Regions from separate parts of the Pan troglodytes genome. Here region 1 is linked to region 2. The links are chromatin contacts, called in public HiChIP or PLAC-seq maps. All regions are on one chromosome and are shown on one strand. Each heading gives the region's core, a stretch centred on a gene start, on an enhancer-like site or on the middle of the called end of the contact. The rest is flanking DNA. Distances are from core to core; before and after follow the strand shown. Region 1 holds the start of FH (fumarate hydratase). Region 2 holds the start of EXO1 (exonuclease 1).

What was found. HiChIP or PLAC-seq counts read pairs in DNA pulled down with a chosen protein or histone mark.
Region 1: a contact with region 2 is called in an H3K4me3 HiChIP or PLAC-seq map of stem cell-derived excitatory neurons, with 5 times the contacts expected there. The contact joins the promoter of FH here to the promoter of EXO1 in region 2. A contact is called at or near these places in 3 of 7 Hi-C or Micro-C datasets (blood, a lymphoblastoid cell line and stem cell-derived neural progenitor cells), 1 of 1 datasets of contacts at active chromatin or transcription factors (stem cell-derived excitatory neurons) and 1 of 1 other capture datasets (stem cell-derived neural stem cells).

What each region holds. Positions count from the first base shown.
Region 1 is chr1:7,644,625-7,650,018 of NHGRI_mPanTro3-v2.0_pri, forward strand. FH (fumarate hydratase) reads left to right here and starts at 4,083. Exons shown (of 10, transcript NM_001280243.1): 1 at 4,083-4,214. The coding sequence starts at 4,083.
Region 2 is chr1:7,316,340-7,321,719 of NHGRI_mPanTro3-v2.0_pri, forward strand. EXO1 (exonuclease 1) reads right to left here and starts at 3,818. Exons shown (of 15, transcript XM_001160941.6): 1 at 3,654-3,818; 2 at 2,978-3,276; 3 at 1,412-1,589. The coding sequence starts at 1,572. LOC134807951 (a long non-coding RNA gene) reads left to right here and starts at 3,275. Exons shown (of 4, transcript XR_010149643.1): 1 at 3,275-4,038.

The DNA of each region.
Region 1 (5,394 bases), core at 2,833-5,332, 330 kb after region 2:
TGCACCTTGCAGGTCACTGGTGACCCTGGAAAGGGCAGTATCAATGGAGTGACATGTACTGAAGGCAGATTGTAATAGGATGAAGAAAGAATGAGAAGTGAAGTGAAGATGGTGATCAAATATGTCCTGGAAATGAGGAGGGAGTTGAAGTGGGATGCAAAGTCAGAGCAGCTTTTGTTTGTTTTTAACATGAGAGCTGAGACAGCAAAGTTACAGTATTAACTTATTCTATGGGTCAATTAAGAGAAATAACCAGACGAAGTAAGAAAAAGAGTGGGTAGTGTCTCTGAGGGGTAATGGAATCCAGCACATTGAGGAACTGAAGTTTTTCTGGAGAATGGAAAGAGAGGTTGGTTAACTTTCTGAGTTGGTAATTTTAGTGTTTTGCAAAGTTTCTGTACGTGCACTTAGTCTTAGGAATAAAAAAGTTCTGCAAGACATCCAACCTAAACAGTCATCACCCTTGCTACCTCTCCGCCACTTATCCTTGCACAGAGGCATCCCTTCCAGTTCCTGGGTATATACTTCCACATCTCTAAAGATTACCTCTTGGTTTTTATTTCTGTCTGTCCAGTTTATGGTTTTAGGTATTAGATCATGACTTCTCACTACTGAAGACGAAGATTAATGTTTTTCTTCACCGTGTCCGAATCTCTCCAAACTTCTACATTCTTTCCGTCTCGCCATCCTTTCAGTATAGTTACATCAACATTTCAGTTAGATCAATATTCAACGTTTGATTTATTATAACTATGGCCATTCAAATTTGATAATGATTATTTTCCCTTTCCTGCAAAATACAACTATCTTTATTTGTCAGTTTAATAACTGTCATGCTTTTCCCCTTTGGTTACTTTTCTAAGACTTACAAATTTAACCCTCAAACTCTCCCCCAATAAGCTAAATTCCTTCTCAGTATATTCAAGGCATTAGCAATTTTATCTTTTTGAGTAAATCTATTCCAGAGGCTGTGACCTGCTTCCATCTGAGATGGTTGCTCTCTAAGGTAAGTGCACAGCTGTCATAGCCTCCTCCAGGCAATATGCCACATCTGTCTCTTGTGTCGAAGACCCTATTTTCTAAGTCCGTAACTTCCTCTTCCTTTGTTTACTCCTAGTTACGGTGGAGCACTTACTTGAGGCGTTTTCTTGAAAAGTGTAGATAAGAAGTAAATTTTTTGACATCTTGATCATGTGAAAACATTTTAATTCTCTTCACATACTTGATTTCTCTGGGTATAGAATATAAAGTTGGAAATAATTTTCCGTCAACAATTTGAAGACATCATTCAACTGCTGCCTGGCTTCCGATATTGTTGTTGTGAAGTCTAAGGATTTCTAATCCTTTGCTTATTTATTTTTCTCTCTGAAAGATTCCAGTCTCTTCTCTTTGCCCTTGGTATTCTAACATTTCTTGTTGACATAACTCATTCTGGCTAGTTCATATCTACTAGTTCCACAATATATTTTTCTGAATTTATTTTTTTAAGGTTTATTCCATTTTTTCCTAATGTTTCCCCTACATTATTCACATGTTGGACATACTGAACTGTTTCTCTAATTTTATTTACTTCTTTTATTTTCCTTCTCTTTGAATATTTGCTCTACTTTATGGGAGACTTTTATGGCTGTATCTTGCAAACTTTCTGTTAAGCTTCCTCTAGGAAACCCTCTGGTAATCTCCCAGGCTGGGAGGTATCCTAAATTAGAATTTGCAAAAGTCTTTATTTTGAATAAGGAGAACATTTTGATTGATACGATTTGAACCTCGCGATCAATTTTGTCAGCCAGGTGTTGAGATTTAGAACACAGGCAAGAGAAAACCATTGCACTTTTCCCTTGTCCCTCAGCAGGACACCAATCACATCCCCTACCTTAAACAGAAAGCAAAGTAAAACAAACAGAAACAAACCAGGCAAGTATCAACAAGAAGAAAGCAGGTCAATATTATTATCAGACAAGTCCAAAGTTAAAAAAAAAAAAACCGAAACTCTAAGCAAAGTAAAAACATTATTTCAAATAGATAACATAAGTCATTCTAAAATGAAGATGTCTAGCCTTTATTAAAGGCTTTATGTACGTTTTATTACGAATTAATAAAAATAAATTAGCTAAGTTAACATTTCCCAAATTTTAGTCATTTATATAGCATCTTCATATTATACTGAATATTTTACTTCAAATAAAATGAATAATTAAAAATGGAACTTTATATTACTGCTGCAGATAGAAAATCAGTTTCACTAATAAATCGAAGTAAAACACACAAATAAATACTTGGATGTTCCTGGGCATCAATTTTTCTCTTCTATGTACAGGAATAATAATAGGACCTATTTCATAGGGTTGTTTTTGAGTGTTCCAAAAATTAATACATATAAAGTGCTTTGAAAAATTATAGAACATAATATGTGTCATAAGTGATTTTTAAAAGGGATTAAAATAACCTATTTATAAAAAGCCTATTAATTTGGGTTTTGAAAAGTTAAACTGTATGGTAGAAATAAGAGACATGCTCGAAACAAAAATGAAACAAAAAATAAAATAAAATGAGAAATATACAGCAGGCAAATAATAGCCAATATGAAATTGGTAGAGAAATATCAATATTAAAAAAAGTTTAAAAGGACAAGCAACAACAACAATAAAGAGGGGCACCACACAATGAAGAAAGAGATGATCTATGAAGAAACGATAAACATATGTTCATTAAAGAATTTTGTGTAATAGCAAAGAAAAATGTTCTTTATTAAGAAACTGGATAAATAAAATATTTCATATTCATGTGATCCAATATGATTAATTTTAAAAGATCATGGCTATATCTTAAAATCATAGAGTTCAATTATGCAACAGTAAAACTTTAAAGTACAATATTAAAACCATTGTTTGTATATTAGTGTATGAAGCAAAAAATACACAGAACTGAAAGGATGCATCAAAATAATGATATACACAATAATGATACCTGCTGGGAAGGAGGAGAACAAAAACAAAACGTCATTCCATTATTAGCAATGTTTTAAAGAATTTGCATTCAGTTTTCTAGTGTGTTTTGATTGTAGTTCAACTATTACAATCTCATTTGAATTTTTATATTTTAAATATGTGTCAAATTTATAAGTCACAAAATAACATAATGTTACCAAAAGGTTTGGCAAGTTTATAAGTTTGACTCATAAATTTGGCTTTGCAGGTTCTGGACTTTTGATTTTAAGAACATCCGATCGCTCTCTCTTTACTGTCATCTGGTTCCAAGCAATAGAAAAGAGAAAAGAGAAAACTGTGGTTCAGATGCAATTTTATATCAATTCCTGCTTTTCTGTAATCAACTATTATATTAAAACAATATGCCTTTAATTTGAAAATGTATAAATTAGCTATGCAAAAAACTGGGAGAACTATATACAAATAATAAAAATTCCGAGGTTCCCTATAATTGTGTACGTCTTCCACAACACATTAAAAAAAAAAAAAAAGAGTTCTGAGGGTATAGGCTAAGAAGAGAAAGGAAACTGTAGCGATCTCAAAATGATAAGTTAAAAGAAATAAGTAGCTTATTTTTCAGTTGTGGGATTATGAATAATTACTATTTCATTATCTACACTTTGCTGCACTTCCCAAAATTTCTACACAGAAGATACAATCTGGAAGAAATGAAGAAAGATTTCAGTAGTAAGAACGTGTAATGAGTGATTACATGATAAATAAAACAATAAATATTTCTTTCTAGGATATTTCACCAACCAAACACGACCTGATTCACCAACTAATACTCCCGCCTTCTAACAGCCACACGTAAAAATCGGACCGGCTCCAAGAATAACCTGAGCCTCCTTTCCCATAATTCCCTTCTTTCTAGTTTCCCATGAATCCGAAGGCCTTACACCCCACACTACTACTAGAAAGTTAACCCGCCCCCTCATTCTTTACTGGTCATTCACGATTGGTCCCGCCCCACCTGTCGGTGTGAGGCTGTTGATTGGATAAGAGCGGAGGCCGGTGGGCGGAACGGTTTCTGACAACCGGCGTGGAGGCGTGGCCACAGCCGCCCAGAAATTCTACCCAAGCTGCCTCAGCACCATGTACCGAGCACTTCGGCTCCTCGCGCGCTCGCGTCGCCTCGTGCGGGCTCCAGCCGCAGCCTTAGCTTCGGCTCCCGGCTTGGGTGGCGCGGCCGTGCCCTCGTTTTGGCCTCCGAACGCGGCTCGAATGGTGAGCGCAGGCCGCAATCCCCCGGCCTCCCCGCAGTGACCTTCAGCCCTCCTGCCTGCCGGCCTGGGCGCCCGCGACTTGGCGGGAGAGATTCCCCGGGCGTCCGGGCCGCGCCAGACTCTGGGCTCAGCGCCCGTGCCGGCGTGGCGGGCCTCCCGGCCTCGGGACGCCTCTTCCAGCGCAGGGATGGAGCCGCAGCCCGGGAGAGCGCTTGGGGAGGGACGGCGGCTGTCAGAGAGGATCCTACTGGGCTCGCTCCCGGCGCCTCCTCGGAGCCGTCCGTGGCGGGCCGAGGCCGGGGCGTTTTGGGGTAACTTCGCTGCTGCTGGCGCGCAGGCCCCCAGCCCTGGGGCGCTGCCCTCAAGGACAGTGCCGGCGTGGGCGGAGGGTGCTGGGAGAGGGGCAGCTCCCGCACCGTCCTGCCCCACAGCTGGGCCTTGCTGGCCGGACGCTGGCCGCCTGTGCATCTAGTGGTTTCTGAACTGTGGTTTGTTTCGCCAAGGGGCACTGCACTGCTTTCAGGCCCTCCAGGTGGGGTAGAAGGTTCTTCGAAGATTTTCTTCCTTTGAAATTGCATGCTCAGTTTGTTAGGCTGACTATGGTTTCCCCCGTAACTTTTGTAAAACTCTTCAATTCCGAATACCGCGGGCATAGTGTTCTGAAGCATGTTTGAGCAGATTGGCTAGGAGCTGAATCAGTACTTTTTATTCAGAAAGACAGCTAAGAACTTAAAGATCCAAGTTCAGGTTATGACATGCTTATGTAAGTCATTTTGCTCTTTAGAGTGTCACCTTTAGGAATGCAGGCTTTTAAAAACCTTTAAATACATATGTATATTGTTAGGAAACGTTTGAGAAATGATAGTTGAAGAGTTACAGTTCTGCACTCTGGTGTAGCATGAGGTTTGCAGTCTAAGAGATGTGATTTCAAATCTTACTCTGCTTCTCCTTTGAGACTTTGGGCAAGTTGTCTTTGTGCCTCGGTTTCCGTATGCAAAGTTGAAATACTTACAGCTACTCAGCAAAACTGCACACGTGAAAATACCATGTAGCGAGTGCTCATTAAATAAATGCCCAATCTAGGGTATTTCAAAGGGCCAGTACTTTTTCTGGACTATAAACTTCAAGATAATTTGATTGGGTCACTATACCTACGATATACCACTATACTACAGAATCAG
Region 2 (5,380 bases), core at 2,568-5,067:
TTTCAAATCTGGTCTTTCCCCCCCATTTTATGTTAAAAAATTTCAAATCTATTGAAAAGTTGAAAGAATAGTACAATAAACACTGGATTCTTCCAATGACACCATATCACAGCTAAGTAATTTAATAGTAACATAATATTATCTAATACTCAGTTTATATTATAATTGGTACAATTGTCTCAACAATGTTTCTTATATTCAGTGGTGTCCTGGTAAATGTTTAACAACCAGTTCTAGGGGAAGAGGTGCCTGATTTCCCTGAGATAAATATTCCTCAATGGTAGATGAGCTACCTACTTGAACTCAATGAATGCTGAGCTGAGAAGACATGGTGTATAAAGAGCTCATATGAATTGGCTCCAGGACACCACTGCTACTATTTTTTCCAAATCCAGGATCCAATCAAGGGTCAGGTATTACGTTAGGTATTGTGACAAAAATAACTGCATTTACAACTTCTATCATTTTATAAAGAAAAGGACATTTTAGCTCAAAAACAGGAATGGGAAAACATAATCTTTAATCTTTTTGCATAACGCAAACTTAGCAGCTAAAATAAAGAAAAAAAAGATGACCTTTTAAATATGTCATCTTGATGAAAGACTCACTACATTGTTATCCTTATTTTTTCTATGTGTTGTAGATCAGTGACAGTGAACTTGCATTGGTATGGAACAATGATTGGGACCCGCTGATCATAAAGCAAAATTTAGGAGAAAGCAAATATGAAATTATAATGAATTTTACAACACATTTGTTTTTTTGCTAACCAGGATTAGCAGTATGTTTTCTGTACCCAAGAATGTGGGAGTCAGAAATCATCACGGATTTTCAAAGCATTTGTTAAAAAATTTATCTTAGGTTAAGAATTGGGCCAGGCATGGTGGCTCACGCCTGTAATCTCAGCACTTTGGGAGGCCAAAGCAGGCGGATCACTTGAGGAGTTTGAGACCTGCCTGGCCAACATGGTGAAACCCTGTCTCTAATAAATATACAAAAATCAGCCGGGCATGGTGGTGCGCACCTGTAATCCCAGCTACTTGGGAGGCTGAGACAGGAGAATTGCTTGAACCTGGGAGGCGGAGGTTGCAGTGAGCCGAGATTGTGCCACTGCACTCCAGCCTGGGCTAGAGATTCCGTCTAAAAAAAAAAAAAAAAAAAGAATAAAGGAGATATTAATAGTCTTTGTCCATCAGTGTCTTGATACTCTGGCTTATTATAAAGAAAGAAAACTAGGCCTATTATCACAGAAGGAAGTCATCCCTGATTTGGGAATATTCTAAAACATACAACTTTTACTTCCTGATAAGTTCTGGCATTGAGTGAAAACAATCCGTTTCTGGGGGAGAAAAAAAGGCACTGTAGGTCTCATTCTTAATTGTCAAAGAATTAACATAAGGTCCAGACTTACCTATCAGTAGGTTCACCTTTGGCTAGTTTTTCAGCACAAGCAATAGCTCCTTTGTGAAGCCAGCAATATGTATCCACAGCTACTACCTGCCCTTTATACTTCCTCACATGGATGGGTTCTGAAGCTTCTTTGATAAATTGTAGCAATCCCTGTATCCCCATGGTGCCAAATTAACTACCTGATATGAAAAGAGACAGGGAGAACAGTAATATTTAAAGAAAAATACATTTATTAAAACATCTTAGACAAATGAAGAGAAAGCTTGGAGTCCAATGCAGAAATTGGTTTGTTGTTGTTGTTTTTTTTTTTTTTTTGAGACGGAGTCTCACTCTTTCGCCCAGGAGGGACTGCAGTGGCCTATATCGGCTCACTGCAGGCTCCGCCTCCCGGGTTCACGCCATTCTCCTGCCTCAGCCTTCCCAGTAGCTGGGACTACAGGCGTCCGCCACCGCGCCCGGCTAATTTTTTGTATTTTTAGTAGAGACGGGGTTTCACCATGTTAGCCAGGATGGTCTCGATCTCCTGAACTCGTGATCCGCCCGCCTCGGCCTCCCAAAGTGCTGGGATTACAGGCGTGAGCCACCGCGCCCGGCCAGAAATTGTTCAGATATTCAAGAATCGCTGCTCTTTAATATTTTAGCTGGGCTCCTCCCTATCAAACAATTTCCATAGGGTAGAATTTACATTAATCACTAATACTACCTCTAATGCCACTTGACTGTTGCTTAATGTTTGTTAAGTCTTTCCAAAGTGCTTTTGCACTTTCACTCCTGACACATGCTTCAAGGAGCCAGGCACAAACAAAACCATGCATGCGATGGCATCGCATTGCCTCTACAAAGGGCATTAATCATAAGGGTCAACGTGCAAATTCAAATAGGAGTAGAAACTCAAAACAGTTTGTAGGAAGGTAAGTATTTCAATTAAAAAACAAAGGAAAAATTCAAAAAGAATTACAGAAATGATCCTGTACTTTTTTAGGACTGAAATTCACTGCTATTAGAACGCATTATTCTAAGCACGAACATTCTGGTAATAAACAGTGGTGGCGCCCAGGGGCAACTCCATCAGCCTCTCTGAAAGCTACCCTAAAGAACTGTGAAACTGCGTCTGCTATGCAAATACAGCTTCAAGACAAATGCTTTAACTTTCCACCCCCTTCCATTCCGGTTGCAGCCCCCTAAGCCCTTTCTATACAGAGATTCTGGAACTGTCACAACCCTTTCTGATGAAACGACCTCCCCCCACTCTACAATAAAAAGTCAGTAATGGGCACTGAGCAGTTGCTTAGCATTTCATAATACAAATCTCTCCTACCAAACGTTAAGTTTGGAAGGAAGGGAAGAAAGAAAGTACAGGATCAGGAGGCAGCTTTACCCTGTTGACACCTTATCAGAGCTCTAAAGGCTCTGGTCCAGCAGTTCTCAAATTTCAGAGGTTCTTAGACTCTCAACTCCACTCAGTGACTGGGATACACTAGTTCTGCTGTGAATGAATTTTAAACAAAGCAGTTAATCTGGATGCAGGTGGTCCTCAAGCCACAGTTTCAGAAAAACAGTCTCTTACCTCTCAGATGATATCTAAAAAGAGTTTTCTCTCACTCCGAGGAAAACGGATATAATAGTTCATGAAATTTACATAAGTTTCTTCTGGGCCAGGCAAATATCCTCGAATAATTATTTCTTCTTTAGCGTAGTAAGAATGGCTGAGTGCGATAGTAAGAATGACTGTGTACATATCTCAAAGAGATCGCATGTGGCACTCGAGGTAACAATAACAGCACCATCTTCACTTTATCCCTCTGTCTCGCGGAGATGTGCAGGCGTGGCCCCCAAGCCCATTCCAGATGACACGTTTCTTTAGGTCTGCAAAATATTATGGGAAAATGTACTTGTCAACATTTAAAGGTGGAGAGATTGCATGTAAAACCTGGACTGCCAGCTTCTGCGGAAAAATGAGGTAAGTCTGGCAACCCTGGCGCCTGCTCCAGCCCGGAATCGTCTGCTCTCTTATCTCCCTCCGTTCACTGAACTGCAGACCTCTGGTTGCCAGACGTCCCCTCGGAACAAAACGCATACTCCACTCAGGCTAAGGGCTCTGCTGTTGGGTTGGGAAGATCACGCCAGACCCTCTCCTTCCCTTCCTGGAAGACCCGAATCCCGAGAGGAGGGTCGGAGGTGACGCGCAGGTCGACCCCCAAGGGAACCCACCCATTAGCCTCCGCACAGCCCGCTCCTCTCACCTTCCGAGAAAGGACTCTCCTCCTCCCCTTGAGCGGAGCCGATTGCGGTTGGAGAAACCCGCTCCGACGCCCCTAACTCACTGTGGCCAGAGCACCCACGGCCAGCAACGCAGAACACGGGCAACTTGCCTACACAGCGCGCGAAAGGCTGACCTTTCAATTTGCGCGGGTTCCTTGCGGCCCCGCCCAGAGGATGTGACGTCAACGCGTATCCCGCAACCCGGTTCCGCCTCCTGCGGCTTCCAACTCATAGGGTTGCGTCCAGAGCTCTCCGTCTCGCTGGGTAGACAGCGGCTCACTGCCCTACGACTGCAGCCGCTGCTGCCGGCCCGAACTCCGTGCGGCTTCTTGACGGCGCGAGTGGCACTGGCGCTGATGGCCGATGGTGAGCACCGCCTCGGAAGTTGGGAGTGTTTACACCCGCCGGGGCTGCTGGGCGTTGTAGTTCCCTCCTGGCTGCAGCCCCAGTTCTGGAGGCTGATGTTGAAAGAGCGCCGTCGGGCGTTGATGTTGAGGCTTTTCAAACCTGAAAAAGTAGCTCAGTCGCCCTCGGCGTCATCAGTCCCATCCTAATTCCTTCATTCTCTTTAAAACGCCCGGTTGCCTCTACAAATCGAAATTGAATTCAGTTCACGCTGGGTTCTTTTCCCCATTGCAGTAGTAGTAGTGATTAAAATCTGCCCCTACCATTTTACCTAGAACCCAGCTTCGTTTATTTTTGACATAAGTCGGGGAAAAATTAGCTATATAACAAGACCTTGAAAATGGGCCTTAGAGACAAAGACTTTAGAGGCATTTTGGACTTTCATGGTCACTTGCGGCTAGGTTTCCAATCCTCATAACACCCCAGACCTCGTCGCTGTCCTTTTAGGGATATTGTAATTTAAAAAATTGGAAGAAACCTTAGGCGAGACCACAAAGTAATGTTCTGGGCTCAGAGATCAATAGGAATGATAATGCAGACTCAATTCAAGGAATTGAAGGGGAAGAAGTGAGCACATTGTTTAAAATGCTCCCCATTTGATTACCTTCTTTACATCTTTTCCTCTTTTAAAGTCTTTTTATGATCACTCTAACATCTATCATGCCAATTTTAAAGGCATCTATGATGCCTTAAATTTGTTACTAAAATTGTTGAAAAGGTGCCACATTTGGGGAATGTGTTTGGAAAAGCTGTGTTGCTTTCTCCCTGGTTCTGGTCTTTAGAGCTGGGACTAGGAGAGATGAGAAAAGTTATCTTCCCTCCCTCTTCCAAAGGCTATGGTAGACCTAACCCTAAACTAGCTTGGAGTGGACTCTTGGAGAAAGTGGGGGACAATTTCAAACTGCAGTAGATTAAAGAGGAACTTCGATGTGGGCAGCATGTGTTTGTAGAGAAGCCTTCTTACACTCATTGGACTATCCAGCTGTAGTAACTGCTTCAGTACCTAGAATCCAACCATGAATATATCACACATGGGGGTCTTAGGAAGGAACCCCAAAATCAAAAAGGTGTCCATTCCAGTGTCACTGGATCTGTGATAAAACTAACATGAGAGTTTGCTGCACTGTGAACGGCTCATGTATTTACTATGAATTTGACTCCCAAGGTTTCAAACTGGATTCTTGGCTGCAGTGTTCAAAGACTAAAATTGAAAAAGAAAACACTAGTTACAATACATTTCACTAACAGAATATTTTTACTCTTTGGGAGGACAAAACCATTTGCATCAATGTGTGCAGTAATT